2 separate regions of the Pan troglodytes genome follow, and region 2 is linked to region 1. Evidence: chromatin contacts called from public Hi-C data. All regions are on one chromosome and are shown on one strand. The core of a region is the stretch at or near the end of the contact, and the rest is flanking DNA. Distances in the headings are between cores, read along the strand shown. Region 1 overlaps RAPGEF6 (Rap guanine nucleotide exchange factor 6). Region 2 holds the start of ACSL6 (acyl-CoA synthetase long chain family member 6).

Evidence for each region. Hi-C and Micro-C count contacts between places; a contact is called where the count stands out from the background.
Region 2: a contact with region 1 is called in a Hi-C map of induced pluripotent stem cells, with 2.7 times the contacts expected there. The contact joins the promoter of ACSL6 here to the enhancer-like site in region 1. A contact is called at or near these places in 4 of 7 Hi-C or Micro-C datasets (blood, induced pluripotent stem cells and stem cell-derived neural progenitor cells), 1 of 1 datasets of contacts at active chromatin or transcription factors (stem cell-derived excitatory neurons) and 1 of 1 other capture datasets (stem cell-derived neural stem cells).

Annotation. Positions count from the first base shown.
Region 1 is chr4:129,360,869-129,363,943 of NHGRI_mPanTro3-v2.0_pri, forward strand. The region is part of intron 4 of RAPGEF6 (Rap guanine nucleotide exchange factor 6); the gene reads right to left. Among named protein-coding and RNA genes, the nearest start is that of RAPGEF6, 48 kb to the right of the region's middle. Within about 2 kb of position 1,478, at least 10 of the 24 cell types and tissues checked have an H3K27ac peak or open chromatin away from gene starts, as enhancers often do. A contact at or near this core is called in induced pluripotent stem cells, stem cell-derived excitatory neurons and stem cell-derived neural stem cells, where this site is marked.
Region 2 is chr4:129,774,437-129,777,413 of NHGRI_mPanTro3-v2.0_pri, forward strand. It overlaps ACSL6 (acyl-CoA synthetase long chain family member 6), which reads right to left and starts at 1,549. Exons shown (of 21, transcript NM_001280466.1): 1 at 1,486-1,549. The coding sequence starts at 1,492.

The sequences.
Region 1 (3,075 bases), core at 228-2,727:
GTTACTGCACAAAATGTAGGCAAGAAAGACTACATCTGGAACTTAGGCCATTCTCTTATGCTCCTGTTAGTATTGCCATGCCCACTATTAAAGATTAATGGGGCCAGGTGCGGTGGCTCACACTGTAGGGTGGCTCACACTGTAATCCCAGCACTTTGGGAGGCCAACGCAGGTGGATCACTTGAGGTCAGGAGGTCGAGACCAGCCTGGCCAACATGGTGAAACCTCATCTCTACTAAGAATACAAAAATTAGCCGGATGTGGTGGTGCACACCTACAGTCCTAGCTACTTGGGATGCTGAAGCAGAGGGATCACTTGAACCTGGGAGGCAGAGGTTGAGGTGAGCCGAGACTGAGCCACCGCACTCCAGCCTGGGCAACAGAGTGAGACTCCGTCTTAAAAAACAACAACAACAACAACAACAAAAAAACCAATAAAGATTGATGGAAAACAGCCAGGCGAGGCGGCTCACACCTGTAATCCTAGCACTCTGGGAGGCCAAGGGAGGCAGATCACTTGAGGTCAGGAGTTTAAGACCAGCCTGGCCAACATGGTACCCCGTCTCCACAAAAAGTATAAAAATTAGCCGGGCATGGTGGTGCATGCCTGTAATCCCAGCTACTTGGGAGACTGAGACAGGAGAATTGCCAGAACCCGGGAGGCAGAGATTGCAGTGTACTGGGATCACATCACTGCATTCCAACCTGGGTGACAGAGTGAGACTCTGTCTTAAAAAAAAAAAAGGTTAATGAAAAACTACAGCAACTAAGAAAAAGGCAGGATAGTTGAAGACACATCAAAATTAAAGTTTTGTTCCAATCACAAAGTAAAGGACACAGAACAGCTGAAGTTTTAGTTGAGGCAAGAAATACTGAATGGGTAGTGAAAGACAGAGATATGAACTATAGCCTTGTGTCCCATTATAGAAACAAAGACTGTAGTAAGTAGCTTTTTGCATTTTCTCTTTGCTTACTATATATATGGTATAAGATATTGAAGGTAAACTTTATAAGGTAGTCTTTAGTTAACAGAATATTCAGAGGCACTATGACAGATTACATACAAATATAGCTAGCAATGATTGTTGTTGTGTGTCTCCTTATTTGGGGGAGAGGGTAAGAACTTCATTTGTATAAAGGATAGTTTTGTCTTGTTACGTAGACACAGATTGTTGAATGGAATTTCAAGTGTGTTTAGAAGCATTCATAAGGAAGCTGAGCAGCCAGGGGAGTGGACTGTGACAGTTATTTACTGCCTCTCCAAACATACTGGCTCTCAGCTTCAAATCTACCCTTTATTGCCATACTTTGTGATAAGGATGAGAATTGTGTAAATGTTCTCCTTTGCTAGCTGAAAATGTTACAGTTTTGTCAGCAGAGGGTGCTAGAGTAACACTGCAGTAAGAAAGTCTTTCCTCTGCAATTGGAGGGCTTCTGTTTCCTGTCCCCAGCTTCAGGGGCCATCTGCATCCTGGTAAGGGGGTTCTTTTACGTGCCACTCCTGGTCAGCAGTTCCCTTCCCCTTCCTGCCAGCCTTGACCAGACAACTGTGGACCAGCTCTGTCCCAGAGCAACCCAGTGAATGTCTCTGCTATTTATTGGGCTGCAACTAACATTCTTCAACCAAGTCTCAACTCTAGTCGTGAGGAAGGGGTCTGTCTCCCTTTCAAGTTTGTTTTGTCTTTGGGAACTCGCCCTCAGCTGTAGGGTATTCTGCTTTATCCTTCTTAGTAGCTAATCCCTTGAACTAGTTTAATTTTAAAATTAAACTTTACCTGCTCAGGCCAGGTGCAGTGGCTCATGTCTGTAATCACAGCACTGTAATGCCCAAGGCGGGCAGATCACTTGAGGTCAGGAGCCTGAGACCAGTCTAGCCAACATGGTGAAACCCTGTCTTTACTAAAAATACAAAAATTAGCTGGGCGTGGTGGCACACACCTGTAATCCCAGCTATTCGGAAGGCTAAGGCAGGAGAATTGCTTGAACCCAGAAGGCGCAGGTTGCAGTGAGCCAAGATCGTGCCACTGCCCTCCAGCCTGGGCAACAGTGACTCTGTCTCAAATTTAAAAAATCATAATAATAAAAAAATCAAACTTCACTTGTTCCAATTACGGTATGGTTTCTGTATTCTGACTGAAGAAGCCAAAAATTACTTGATGCTTAATATATGCTAAGCATTATTCCAGGTAGTTTGTTATAGTAACTCACAAATCCTAAAAATGAACCTACAATAGCCTATTATAAATCTTTCACACAAAAGATACAAATTCCCTAATCAGTATTATTCTTTAGAATAAAGATTAAACTTCCATAATCATGTTTCCTGTGAAGTTTATGATTACATTAATGCATACCATGATTTTTCTAAAATCTCAAACATTCTGATTATTTACTTAAAAAGATAAACTTCATTGTCTTGATCACAAACTAGTAGTGAATTATTGCAGTTGATTAAGGGCTATTAAAAGTCCTCATAACAAAGATCTTGACCATTCAGAACAGCAGGAGTGTTCAACAGAAAAATACTAATAATCTTAAAATATAACCATAGGCAATATCAATCCAGCATATTCAGTTCTCAGGGACTAACAATACAAATTCATTAATGTGAGTTTCACAAATACAGGGAAAAGGAACAATGGCCAAAAAGCTCAAAAAAACCAAGAACTACTATATATTTATAAATACAGTCAACTATATGTGTTATTCAACTGGTCAATTAGCACATTTCATTTAACCAAAGGCCAATGATGTAAAGTTTCAGGAGTCAAGGCATGACTTCTAAAATGATATTTAAATTGAGATGTCCCATATCCTGATATTTATGTTAAATAGTTATGCCACTAAATTAACTACAATTGGAAGTCTTACTTTAAAAGCCTAGAAATTTCTTCTCAACATTTTGGGGAAAAAGTCACAAAAAGTTAAATTTTTATGTCACTAAAGCATACGTTGAGGCCCTAAAATCTTAATAATTACTAACAGAATTCCACAACTGACCTTCTTTCTACCACCCTTCTCTTTTACCTAATAGTTAAAATAATTAACGATTACTTCTAACAGCCAGGCACTGTT
Region 2 (2,977 bases), core at 299-2,798, 410 kb after region 1:
AACTCAGTAAAAAAAGGGATGGTGCCACCGACCTCCTAGGGTTTTCCATGAATATTAAATAACACATACAAAGCCTCAGGTAAGGATTTCAAAAGGGTCAACTTCCTCCCCTTCCTTGGCTCAGAAAAAGCTTTATTACCACTTCTGATGGTGCTGTTTGAATGTGAGATAATAATAAACACTAACATTCATAGAGCATTTGCTGTGGCCTAGGACAGGTTTAAGGCCAATTTAAGGATCAAGCACTGCACACAAATTATCAGGCTGAATCTGCACATGGGGGTTGGGGTGGAGGTGGAGATCCTTTAGTGGTATTATATTCTGGAGGACCCCAGGCTCAGAGAGGGGAAGTAGCCGGTGCGGGTAGTAGAACTGGCAGATAAAAGGGCCTGTGGTGAGACTCCAGGTGTGGGTGTATGGGGGGTTGAGGGAGGTAAGCGCGGAGGCGGGATCGAGCAGGGGTCCTTGTAGCCGCCTAAGAAGTGCAGTGGTGAAGCTGACTCCTGTGAGGTGGAGGGGAGGGGTCTGGAAACAGTGGAGACACAGCAGCCCTGGGCAGAGCAGAGGAGCCAGGTGAACCCTACCTTACAGAAATCTTGTACTCTGGCTGAAGGACGGGCAGGGAGGGGTCGTGAGGAAGCCCCTCGCCGGGATCAGGAAGCCCAGGTCAGTCCGGGTTACATAGCTGACCTGCTGTGGGACCTCGGGGACCAACACCCTCGGTTTCTGGTCCCAGGAGATGGACAAGGACGCAATGTCTGTTCCTGGCCTTGGCTCAGGGCCTAATCTGATCCGCGGATGGTCCTTGCCATCAGGGAAGGGGGACGCAAGAACTCGGCGGGGGTTTGTGGTGGGGTCGCAGAGAGCAAGCCCCCTATCTCCCTCCGCAGACCCAGGTGCTCCCCAAACCCGGCCCGGAGCCCGCGAGAACTGGGGGCGGAGGGTGTACTTAGGCGGCCCTGGGGACCTTGACGGGACAGCTCAGCAGCAGGCGATGGGGGCTCGGCGGCCGCGGAGATGTAACACCTCCACCTCGGGCGAAGACCTCATAGCCTGCGGGAGATGGGAGTCCCGGACGCGGACAGGACGGGCACTTACCTACGAATAGCCAGAGGGAGCCCCCCGACACGAGGAAGAAGGTCAGCATGGCGGTCAGCGGGGCCCGGCCCGGCCTCCCCGGCCCGCAGCCCCGCAGCCCAGCAGCCCCAGCAGTAGCCGCGCCGCCGCCGCCGCTGCCGGGTATTTTTAGCCCCCGCCCTCCGGCCCCGCAGCTCCCGCCTCCCCGCGCCGCTGCGGAGACGGCTCAAGGGGGAGGGCGCGGCGCGCACTCGCAACCGAGCCTTACTCCCTGCCCTGCAGCCTGGCCGGGTCTGGGGCTTGCCCCGCACTGACCGCGGTGTCGGAACCGCCAAGCTCCCGGGCGGGGGAGGGGCCCGGCCGCAGAGCGAACCAGCCCTCTCCGGCCCCGCTCCCCAACGTCAGTACCTGTCATTCTGCGGAAACCGGCTGGAAGGGGGAGCACGGGCGACGAGCGCCAGAGCGTGACATTGAGCCCACCCCGCCGCCACCCACCCCATCAACACGCGACCCTGCCCCCGCGCGGCTCGCATCCTGGCTTTTATGGCTGGGCAGGCTCGAATGGCAGCCGGGTCGCGGTTACCTGTCCTAGGAGGTGCACACTCCTGTGGGCTGGTGCCTGCTGACACCAACGCCCCCTAGGACCCAATTTTGCAGACATGGGGAGCCTCCGGGTGCCACCTCTGCAAATCAGTGAGGGGAGGGAGTGGCAAGTTTTCACCTAGGCTCTGACAAATCGGGCAGCTAGACCAGATAGTGCCCAGATCATCTGGGGACGCACGAGTTCAGGTCTGAGGCTACGCAAGGTCACAGGAGACTCAGTGTGATCACAGGCTGCCATATGTGTTCACCAGTAGTAACATGGTCACAGGCAGCCACATGGAATCACAGGTGTCTCATGAGGAAATCATGATCTTCGTACACAACTGTATGTGGCACACGAGGTCTCAAGAAGCCCCTCATAGCCACAATGAATGGCCATATAGCCACACACAGCCACAGATGCCCACACTGCTGGGCAGAGGGCTTGGACACCTGTTGCAGTGTCTGCCATTGAAAGGAGGAAGCCCAGTTGCACATTTTCTGAAATAATAAGGGTAGGCATCCTGGTGGGCACCCCATGAACATCTGCACCTCCAAGCAAGATCACCTCCTCCCAATGCCCTTGCTTGTTTTCCTCAAGCATGCAGAGCCCACCAGGACTCCAGCACCGAGGACAGCGCTCAGGCAGCCGGGCCTTCTCTATACGCAGCCCTCCCAGGCCAGGAGCTGGCTGAGCCACAGCCCAGAAAGAAGAGGATAGAAAACCAGAGAGCAGAAGTCAGGAAGCAGAGAGTGGAAGAGCAGGAGATCTCTTCAGGCCCACCAGAGACCATCAGCCATGAATGCATGTGCGCCCACAGCTCAGCAGCTGGGTGTGTGTGGGGGCCTGTATCTGTAGTACGAGTACATGGCATGTATGTGCCCAGGCCTGTGTGCACCTTGTAGTGGTGCAAGTGTGCAGATGTGTGCCTCTGAGTCACTTCCAATCTTTACAATAGGATCCTACACCTTCTCCATCATAGGATCTGGACTCCTGGGAGAGCTGCTCCAGCTTGAACTCAGCCACAGCCTGGCAGGGACTTTGCTGGGATCTCAAGCTTGGCAGGGCTCCTCCAAGAGGGTGTGACAGAGGCTGTGTGGCAGGACTCCTCCCAGCAAGTAACATGGCTTTCAGAATCCCCCCACCCCACCCATACACTCCCACTGGCAGCAGAGTAACTGGAGATCTGCTGGTACTGAAGAGGAGACCCAGAGGAACCAGAAGGCTGGGCAGAAAGAACATATCTCCCCAGACCAGACTGGTATAGGGAGGTGGTCAGGTAATTTCCCCATAGGCCAGTGGGCCAACAGAGCATTT